2 separate regions of the Neogale vison genome follow, and region 1 is linked to region 2. The links are chromatin contacts, called in public Hi-C maps. All regions are on one chromosome and are shown on one strand. The core of a region is the stretch at or near the end of the contact, and the rest is flanking DNA. Distances in the headings are between cores, read along the strand shown. Region 1 overlaps ZBTB16 (zinc finger and BTB domain-containing protein 16). Region 2 holds the start of ZBTB16 (zinc finger and BTB domain-containing protein 16).

Region 1 (4,095 bases), core at 1,071-3,570, 120 kb before region 2:
GGTCAAGGAGGGGATGGACGACAGGAACCGAAATCAACAGTCAAGGGGGAGAACAGCCAGAAGATGGAGAGGGCTGGACCCTTGCCATCCTCCCTCAAGATGACAGATCTGAGCGAACAGCACCCTCTAGAGTGGGGAATACCGGGTCCTGGGCCTGCCCAGCCACTCCCGGCCGCGGACACCACCATGACCCTCCTTCCCGAGCTGGGAACTGGGATGTGCCCGGGTGAAGACGGAAGGGGAAGATGGATCTTGATGAACACGAGCGCCTCGTCAATCACCACGCACTCGGCAGATACACGCGCTCTCCGATGCTAGGGATACCTCAGGAGCAGGACAGCATGCATCAGAGCTCAGGATTTGGGTCCGATGGGTCAGAGTTCGAATCCCAGCCAGGTTAGTCATGAGTTGTGACCCTGCCCCGAGCACGCTGCCTGATCTCAGTGGGTCTGTCGCCCCCTCTGTAAAATGGGAATAAAAGAAAGTCCCTCGGAGGACGTGACATGGTGGGTAAAGGGCTCGGCCCTCTATCCAGGGGAGGGGGTGGGCAGATACCCACAAGGAGCAGCTACCATCACCACCAGTCAGGCTCAGGGTCACGATTCCTTGAAAGAACTTCTCCGTGCAAAGTATGATTGATTTTACTCAAGTTCAATGTACAGTTATTTGGAGGTCATTAATCTTGTGTAAAGTGAGGCTCACGTTTATAAAGACATATTTCACTATAATCTCTCTCTCTCTCTCTCACACCCACACACACCCCTCATGCCTCTCGTTTAAAGGTGAGTGATTGTCTTGTTGAGGGGAGCAGGAAAATCTGTCAAAGGACCAGCATTGGCAGCTGCTCCCCAATTCGGGTCCGAAATCCTCCCCGGGTGAGCCCAAGGAGCCACAAGCCAGCGTCCTGCTCGGCCTGGCTCTTCTGGGTCTTCCCGGGCAAGCAGACTGGAAGCTCTGTGCGAGCAGGCGTGCTGGCCTCTGGCCTGTCCCCGCTCTTTCCCAGGGGCCAGCTCCCTCCCTGGCCTGTAGCTGTGATCACGGTCCCTCCAGAAACAAAGAAGCCCTCCGGCAGGTTCCAGGCCCACAACTGGCCTGGGAAGAGGGCAGTGGCCATTCAGGGCACTGCCAGGCTGTCCCCTAGGGGGTGGCAGAGTCCTTATTCTACAGACTCTGCGTTCTCCACTGGGCCTTCTGAAAACTCAAAGACGTGGTCTCAGCTGGCACTGAGGCAGTTTGGGGCAGAGAAAGGGTGGAAATGGGGCTGTCTGCTTCCTCTGGAGCATGGCCTCCCTCTGTTCCCCACCTAGCTGCCCAGCACTCGCATCCCTGCAAGAGAAAAAGCAACCCCTCCCTCAGTACACTCAGAAGCTTCCCCCTCAAGAGGCCTCCAACGGCCAGAGAGGACCCCAAATGGGCTGGCAGAAATCTGCTGAGCGACCCCTTGCTGCCAGTCCAGACCTAGAGTTTATCTGAGGTTCGGTGGTAAAGAGACGGACAGACAGACACCCTCGCCCTGCCAATCCCAGGAGATCCTGCAGAAAAGGCTCAGGGTGCCTCGTGAGCTACCCAGGGGGAGCAGGAGTGCTTGAGTCTCTGAATCTCCCAGACTCCTACACTGTCCTATTCCTCCCTGCCTTCTGGATGCCTCCAGAAGGTCAGACAGGGGCTCTAGGAAGGAAGAGGGCCCCACGCAGGTTACGATGAGCTAGAAAGAAAGGAGGCAGCCACCACAGCCCTCAAGGAGGCTGGGGATGGTCTAAGGCTTCCATGTGTGTGTGTCGGGGTGGGGGGCCCTTTTGCTCTGTGCTAAGGATCACCCCAACTCACAGTAATCAGAGGAGTCCCAGGCCTGGAAACCCCTTTCAAAACCATAAAGTTTTCCCTAACCACCCAGCCTTCCAACAACAGAGCTGAAATCCAGCACAAACTCATCAGGCTCCCCGCAGCTGTCCCCCCTCCCCTGCCAGCCCCCCACACTCCCTTTGGCATCTCCCCTCTGCAAAGGGTGCAACCTTCCTCCCTACTTGCCCCCTCAACCAGAAACAGGGTGGGGGGTGGTCGCCAGCATCCAGGAAGGGGAGTAGCAGTGGCCAAACACAGTCAGAAGTAGGCTGGTGTCTCTCTGAAGTAAATAAGGCAGAAGCCAATGAAAGAAAAAAAAAAAAAAAAGCCAACTCCCTCCTTTTCCCACCCCCATGCTAATAAGAAGGCGGGGGTAGGGGGGGCTCTGAAAAAAACCCACTTCACATTTGCCAGCATCTCATGTGGAGTAGTGTGTGCTTTTTCTTTTAATTCCTTGAGATTTTAAAATAAACATCTTGAATGTTCTGATGAGATACGCATGCCTGCTTACATAAGGAAGTACAGAGTGTACCAAAACAGCAGACCCAAAAAAGCATAAGCTGTCAGAACAATGAGTACAGACACGGGGCATTTACAGCGGGCCGTGGTGTACACTTTTATTTACAGTACCTCTTATCAGACAGAGAACACCGGCTGCCGATCCCAAAGGCCAGCACTGCGTGTTCTTTCACTCAAGGAGATGTGTACTCCCCGAGAGGATCTGGAAGGCGGGCTCGTTGCCCGCTTGCTCTCCCTCTCTCTCCAGCTCGCTCCTTCTCCTGGATCAACACAACAACAGCTGATCCAGAACCAGAATCTCGGGGAGGGACACTCCTTTGGGGACGGGGGTGGGGGGAGCTGTGAGCAGATGCAGGCTGGACAGGAGACCGGCTCAGGGTACAGTTGGAGGAGAGTTTGAGCCTAGCCAACAAGGGAGTGGGGGCAGGGCACCCACGACAGGATGGGGGAGAGGGGCAGGGGGGCCGTGAATGAACTAAGGGTGCAGGCCCCAATCCAAGGGAGGATGGAGGAAGCCACCGGGGTCGTCTCCAAGCCGTGCCAACAGAGACGGGGACTAACAGGGGACTGTGAGTGGCAGGTTTTTGGACCTCTAGATGTCAGTTCCCCATCAATGACTTGCTAAGGGGCTGGACCTCTCACACGGGGCTCAGCGTCCGCCCCGTCAAAGACCAGACTGTGCAATGGGTCAGAAGGAAAGGCTGAGGCATCTGCAGTCTGAGAGCGCACTTCTTACCCCACCCGATAAACCTCACGCTGTCGGGAGGTCCCACGGTGCCCTGGTGGGCTTGGCTGTCACTGGGATCCTGGGTCTTCCTTGTCCCTTATGCCTGTAACTCTGCTCTCAGAGAGCCTTTGGAGCTCTCTTGGTCACCAGCTGCAGCACCAGCGGGAACCCAGCCGGCTTAGAAACGCAGCCCCTGGCCACCAGTATCAACTCATGTGCTCGGTATACCAGACAGGTCAACAACCCTTGTTCCGGGGTCAGACAGACCAGGTTCAAGTCCTGGTTCTGTCATTCCTCGCTGGGCAAGTGAATTCTCCTGTCCCGGCCTATCTTATAATTGGGCACAAAGCAGCTGCCTCCCAGGGCTGAGTGAGGACTCATTTAAACAGCATAGGTAACCGCTCCAACAGCACGCCTGGCGCACGCGAGGGACTCCATCAACGCAGCCCGACGGCAGCAGCATCACTGTCGCCACTGCCCTCCCCCACTGGTAAGGCCTGGGCCCGGGAAAGCAGCAAAGGCCTGCAACCCACCTATCAGAACATTTGCAATATTCTCACCACCCAGCCAAAACACAGGGAACAAAAGAAGGGAGACAAGATGCCCACTCTGGACAAGTCCTCAGCAGATGTTCTCTGGGGGATGGAAGATAAAAGAAGCAGAAGACACGAACGACTGGGTACCTCCATGAAACCCCTCTAGAAACCAACAATGCACACAGAGCCCCGGGCGGGAGGGGGGAGGCTCCGTCAATGGAGTGTCTGTCTCTTGACTTTAGCTCAGATCATGATCTCGGGGTCGTGAGACGGGGCCCCATGTGGGGTTCCACCCCGGGCGTGGAGCCTACTTAAGATTCGCGCTCTTCCTCTTCCCTCTGCCCCTCCCACCTAAAATAAAAAACAAAACAGACCAACAATGTACAAGTAAAGACAGGGCCCTAGTCACTCTTCGCTGGGAGAAGGTCGAAGAAATGGCAGCTCTCCAGTCAGCTCTCAACACTCACGGCC
Region 2 (4,361 bases), core at 246-2,745:
GGGAACGAGCCGAATAAAATAAGGCACCAGCCCGGCGGCCGAGTGGCCGAAGGGAGCGCGCCCCTCGGACCTCTCCAGCCCCGGGGCGCCCCGGCGCGCGCCTACGGCTAAGCGGTGCGCCCCTCCCCGGCCCCTCACTCACCGCTGCCGAGCCGGACGCTGGGGGTGGGTGTGCGTGCCTCTTGGGGGTGTGTGCCTGTGTCGGGGAGGGGTGTTGCTGGGAACTGTTGCTCTCGGTATCACGGCGGCAGCGGCGGCAGCGCCCGGCAGTTCGCAGTACCCGCTCTCATCGCCCTCAACTCCTCTCTGCTGCGAGGTTAGCAAATCACCACCGGCTGCGGCGCCTCCGCCGCGTCCCACGTCAACGCCGAGCCCCCTCCCCTGCGAGGCCCCGGCGCCTCTCCATCTTTAGTGCTGGCGGCCGAGCCCGGCTCGCTGCCCACAGCTGCCCCCCTTCCCTCCCCCCTCCCGCGCCGTCCCCCGGCTCAGCCCGCCCACCCCCACCCCCCTCCCGCACTGGCCGAGCCCGCGCGCGCTCCCCGCCCCACCCCTCCCCTTCCCGCCTCCCCTCCCCTCCCCTCCCTTCCCCGCGCGCGGCGCTCTGGGCTTCGCCTGACATCTAGCTGCTGCTGGGGCGCCGGCGGCCGCCGCTCACCGGCCCAGCGCAGAGGGAAGAAGGAGCTCGCGGAGAGCGGTGCCAGGGACTCGGAACCCTCCGTGCCGGCAGTGGAGGTGAGGGGCGAGGAGCAGCCCCCGCCTTCAACCCCAGGCTTTTTATTTCCTTTGGACACGGGTTTTCTTCTTCCCTGCTGCCCCAGGCGCGGAGTTTCGTCCGCGGCTCCGGTGTTTGCCTCGATTCTGTGTGTGTCATCTCGCCTTTCACTTTTCTCCGGGCTCGGGGCTGCATCCCCTGTACCCCGACATCGGTGGCAGAAGGTCCCTTTCTGAGCCCAAGCCCAGGCCTTCCATGCCTATGGCATCCGGATTGCGAGAAGTCTCCGGGCGCGCAGTTCGCAGGCCCTGGGGAGCCTGGTGCCAGAGGGTCCGCGAGAAACAGTCGTAGAAGGGAGAGCCCTCCCCCACTTTAGCTGTGGGCATCCCGGGAGGCCGAGATCGAGGCCCGAGAGGAACTTTCATCCCTCTCAGTCCTGGGCATCCCCTGGGCTTTGCCCACCCCACCCCCACCCCCGCCAGGGAACCTGGTGAGACAACAGTTCCTGAGAACAGCGTCCTGCTCAGGCAAAGCCTTCAAGGGGCGAGTGAAAGCTTGAAAAAGCTCCAGAGCCCCCTCGCTGTCCGGCAAGAGCCTTCTCCTCTCAGAGGGCTGCTCCACTTTAGGGAGGGGAGCTGAGGTCACTAACCTCTGGGATACGGACACCAGAAGAAACCTACCTTTCCTCTGGCGGTGGAGAGTCCCCTCCTGCCCTCTTTTCCTGGAGCTTAGCGGTGGTAGGGGCCAGAGGTGGGAAGCTCTCTGGTAAGCACTGGCCTTGACAGCTGGCTAATGACCGGGATGCTGGGGGTGAAGGTGGTGGAGAGCGCCCTCCCTGGGTCTCCGGGCTGTCAGCCCTGGAGGTCATGCAGTCAGCATCTCCCGCCTTTAGTCAGGGAGAACTGAGTCCCCACATTCTGTCCTTAACATGCTGCTGGCTCAAAGGTTTGCGCAGGACTCACATACAATCACATTCCAATGCTTGTCACTGGTACTGCCCCAGACCTAGAGTGAGGCCCCAAGAACTGTAGGGTCATGGAAGGTGGCAGACACCAACTAGAGGCAAAAATCCGCTTCTGGGCCACTGAAGGCAGGAGTACAAAGTGCTCAGAATCCCAAGAACAGCTAAGGGGGAACCGTCCCAAGGACAAGAAGTTCCATCCCTGGAAGCATGCTCCAGTCTCCTAGCAGGGAGAGGGCTCAGCCTTGCTCGAGTCAGAGGAGAGGAGAGAGCAGAGAAGCCACTGGGAAGTGAAGGGAGGGAGCCAGTTACCCTTAGACAGTCCTGAATACAGCGACACCTAACCAATCCCCAGAACCCTGGTCCCTAGGTATTAACAGTAAAAAGCAATCCCAGTTACAGACTGTTTTTCTAGCTAAGGTCTACACTATCTGCAAGACGAAAGGCATTTAAAGGAAGTTAAGAAACTGGTCTGCAAGGAGAGCACTAGGAGAGGGATGTAAAAACAGAAGAAAGACCCTCCTAGTGCCTCACCAGGGAAAGAGAAGAAATGACCGTTGAACTTGTTGAGCCTCTGCCCGGAGATGTTGCCTGCGGAAGGTTGCCGCCCTGCCATCCACATCCACCTACCAGCCCCTCCTAAGCGCAGTAGCAGGAGAGGCACACAATTAACCCTTGATCCTAATCTCCTATTAATCCTCAAATCAGAGAAAGAGAGAAGCCTTGGAAACAATGGGAGAGCTAGAACAATCCCTCCACCGCCCTGAACTCCCCCCCCAACCATCCCTTGCCATATTCACTCGATGTGAAAATCTCCCTTGCTTCATAAACTCTGCCCATTAAAAAAGCCCAACCCTTGTTAGTAAGTGTTAAAGAGAGATTAATGCCTGAATTTAAGAGGTGGAGAAGGTAACAAAAAGGAGGAAGGCAGTCAAGGCTGTGGGCTGAAAGCCAGCATTGGGCTCCAAGCATTTCCACTTAGCACTGAAGGCTAGCTGCCGGGCGGTTTGATAAGGTTTATTGGGCCCAGATAAAGCAGCAGCAGCTCCCTCACCAAAACTGGCACCATTTTTAGCCAGAGTTGTGTCTATGGGCCTCCCGAAAGCTGAGGAGAATCCCCAGTTCAGAGATTTCATATGGCGGCACCGAAAGACAGTGGGGTGGAAAATCACAGAAGAAAGCTAACACTCTCTCTCTGATGTTCATGTATTTGTAGTGATTTTATTTTATTTTATTTTATTTTTACTTGAAGGGTATGGTAAGGGAAGCTGGGACATCAGTTCAGACAGGTCTAAAAATAGGAGAGACCTCGGTCTTACCAGACCATGCTAGAGACGGGGGAATAGATGAATTGACCTTTGAATAGAATTCCACATTAAATCTTCCTATTCCCCCGTCTCCTTCTTCTTATTCACACACCTTCCACGGGTAGCAGCCTTTCAGAGCGCAGTTTCTGGAAGAGGGGCTTTGTTCGGTCTAAGGGATCTTACAAGGAAAAGACAGTGGGAATAAGAACTCATTCTGAGCACAGACCATGCATCTTAACACATTACCTATCCTGGGTATTTAATCCTTGTTACAACCCTATTCAGGCAGGTGCTAGTATTGCCCCCATTTCTCAGATGGGAAAACTGAGGTTAAGCATCCTACCCAAGACTGCAGAGCTGAGGCTTTAAATCAGACCATTACAGAGCTCATGATCTTCACTTCTAGATGGTACAGCCTCTAGCAAGACAGAACAAGGAAAACTGGGTTTTGATTTTCTTTCTCCTCTTCCTCCCCTGAGGCAGAGAGCTGCCAGTAAGCCTGGCAAGCTGAGGACCAAGCCATTCGCCACTGAGTGGTGCCACCAGGTAAACAGGCTTAGGTCACCTTCCCTCCTTTCTCAAAATCACAGGCAAAAGTTGAGGAGGGAGTTTTGAATTACAATACAACTTCAACCAAACAGATGCCCAGGAAGCAGGCTGCGGAGGTGTTTTGAGCATTCTGTATTCGGATTGAGTGTTAATGAAATGTTGCAACTCATTTTGTTCCAACTCCTCAGCTGGAAAATAGTTGTAAAATGTAAAGGTAGACTTTCCTATCATGATAAATAAATCAAGGACTCCTACCTCCGGGAGGGAGAAGCAGCTACTTTGCATACTAAAACCTTGAGATGAGTCTGGAATAAAGCCTTTTCACGAGGGACGCAGGCAGTGAAACCCTTGAATGGAAGAAGTCCTCAGCAACTGAGAACTCCAACTTGCCCCTGGAAGACATACCAGGTGGTCACAGGCACCCTCAGCTCTCTGCCCCCCAACCCCCCGAACACTCGAGGGGGAGATACTGCAGACCTATTCTGGCCTTTCCTGGAGGCAAAGGACCTTACAAGGCTTCAAGGTCATAACTGCAGATATTTACTAGGTGGATGGAAATGACGTCAAAAACTAACCAAAGACAAATCTCACCTCCCTGACTAGGTGGATGGCTTTCTCTGGTTCGTCTTTTTTTTTTCCCCCTTAATTATTTTAATTCTTTCATGTTACTTTTTTACATGCCCCCTCCAAAACCCAGAGGGGGGAAGTAATCAGGAGACTTGTGGATTCCAGTTAGTTGGAACACAGAAAACCAAATGAGAAGATGACCTCTGTGATGAGTGACCGCCATCTGTTTTCCTGGCGGAGCCCTGGCTAGTGATCTTTACAAACC

What was found. Hi-C and Micro-C count contacts between places; a contact is called where the count stands out from the background.
Region 1: a contact with region 2 is called in a Hi-C map of fibroblasts, with 4 times the contacts expected there. The contact joins the enhancer-like site here to the promoter of ZBTB16 in region 2. A contact is called at or near these places in 3 of 3 Hi-C or Micro-C datasets (fibroblasts, muscle and tongue).

Annotation. Positions count from the first base shown.
Region 1 is chr7:104,477,141-104,481,235 of ASM_NN_V1, reverse strand. All of the region lies in intron 3 of ZBTB16 (zinc finger and BTB domain-containing protein 16), which reads right to left. Among named protein-coding and RNA genes, the nearest start is that of NNMT, 110 kb to the left of the region's middle. Within about 2 kb of position 2,320, the one cell type or tissue checked has open chromatin away from gene starts, as enhancers often do. A contact at or near this core is called in fibroblasts, where this site is marked.
Region 2 is chr7:104,358,903-104,363,263 of ASM_NN_V1, reverse strand. It overlaps ZBTB16 (zinc finger and BTB domain-containing protein 16), which reads right to left and starts at 1,495. Exons shown (of 7, transcript XM_044257875.1): 1 at 1,393-1,495.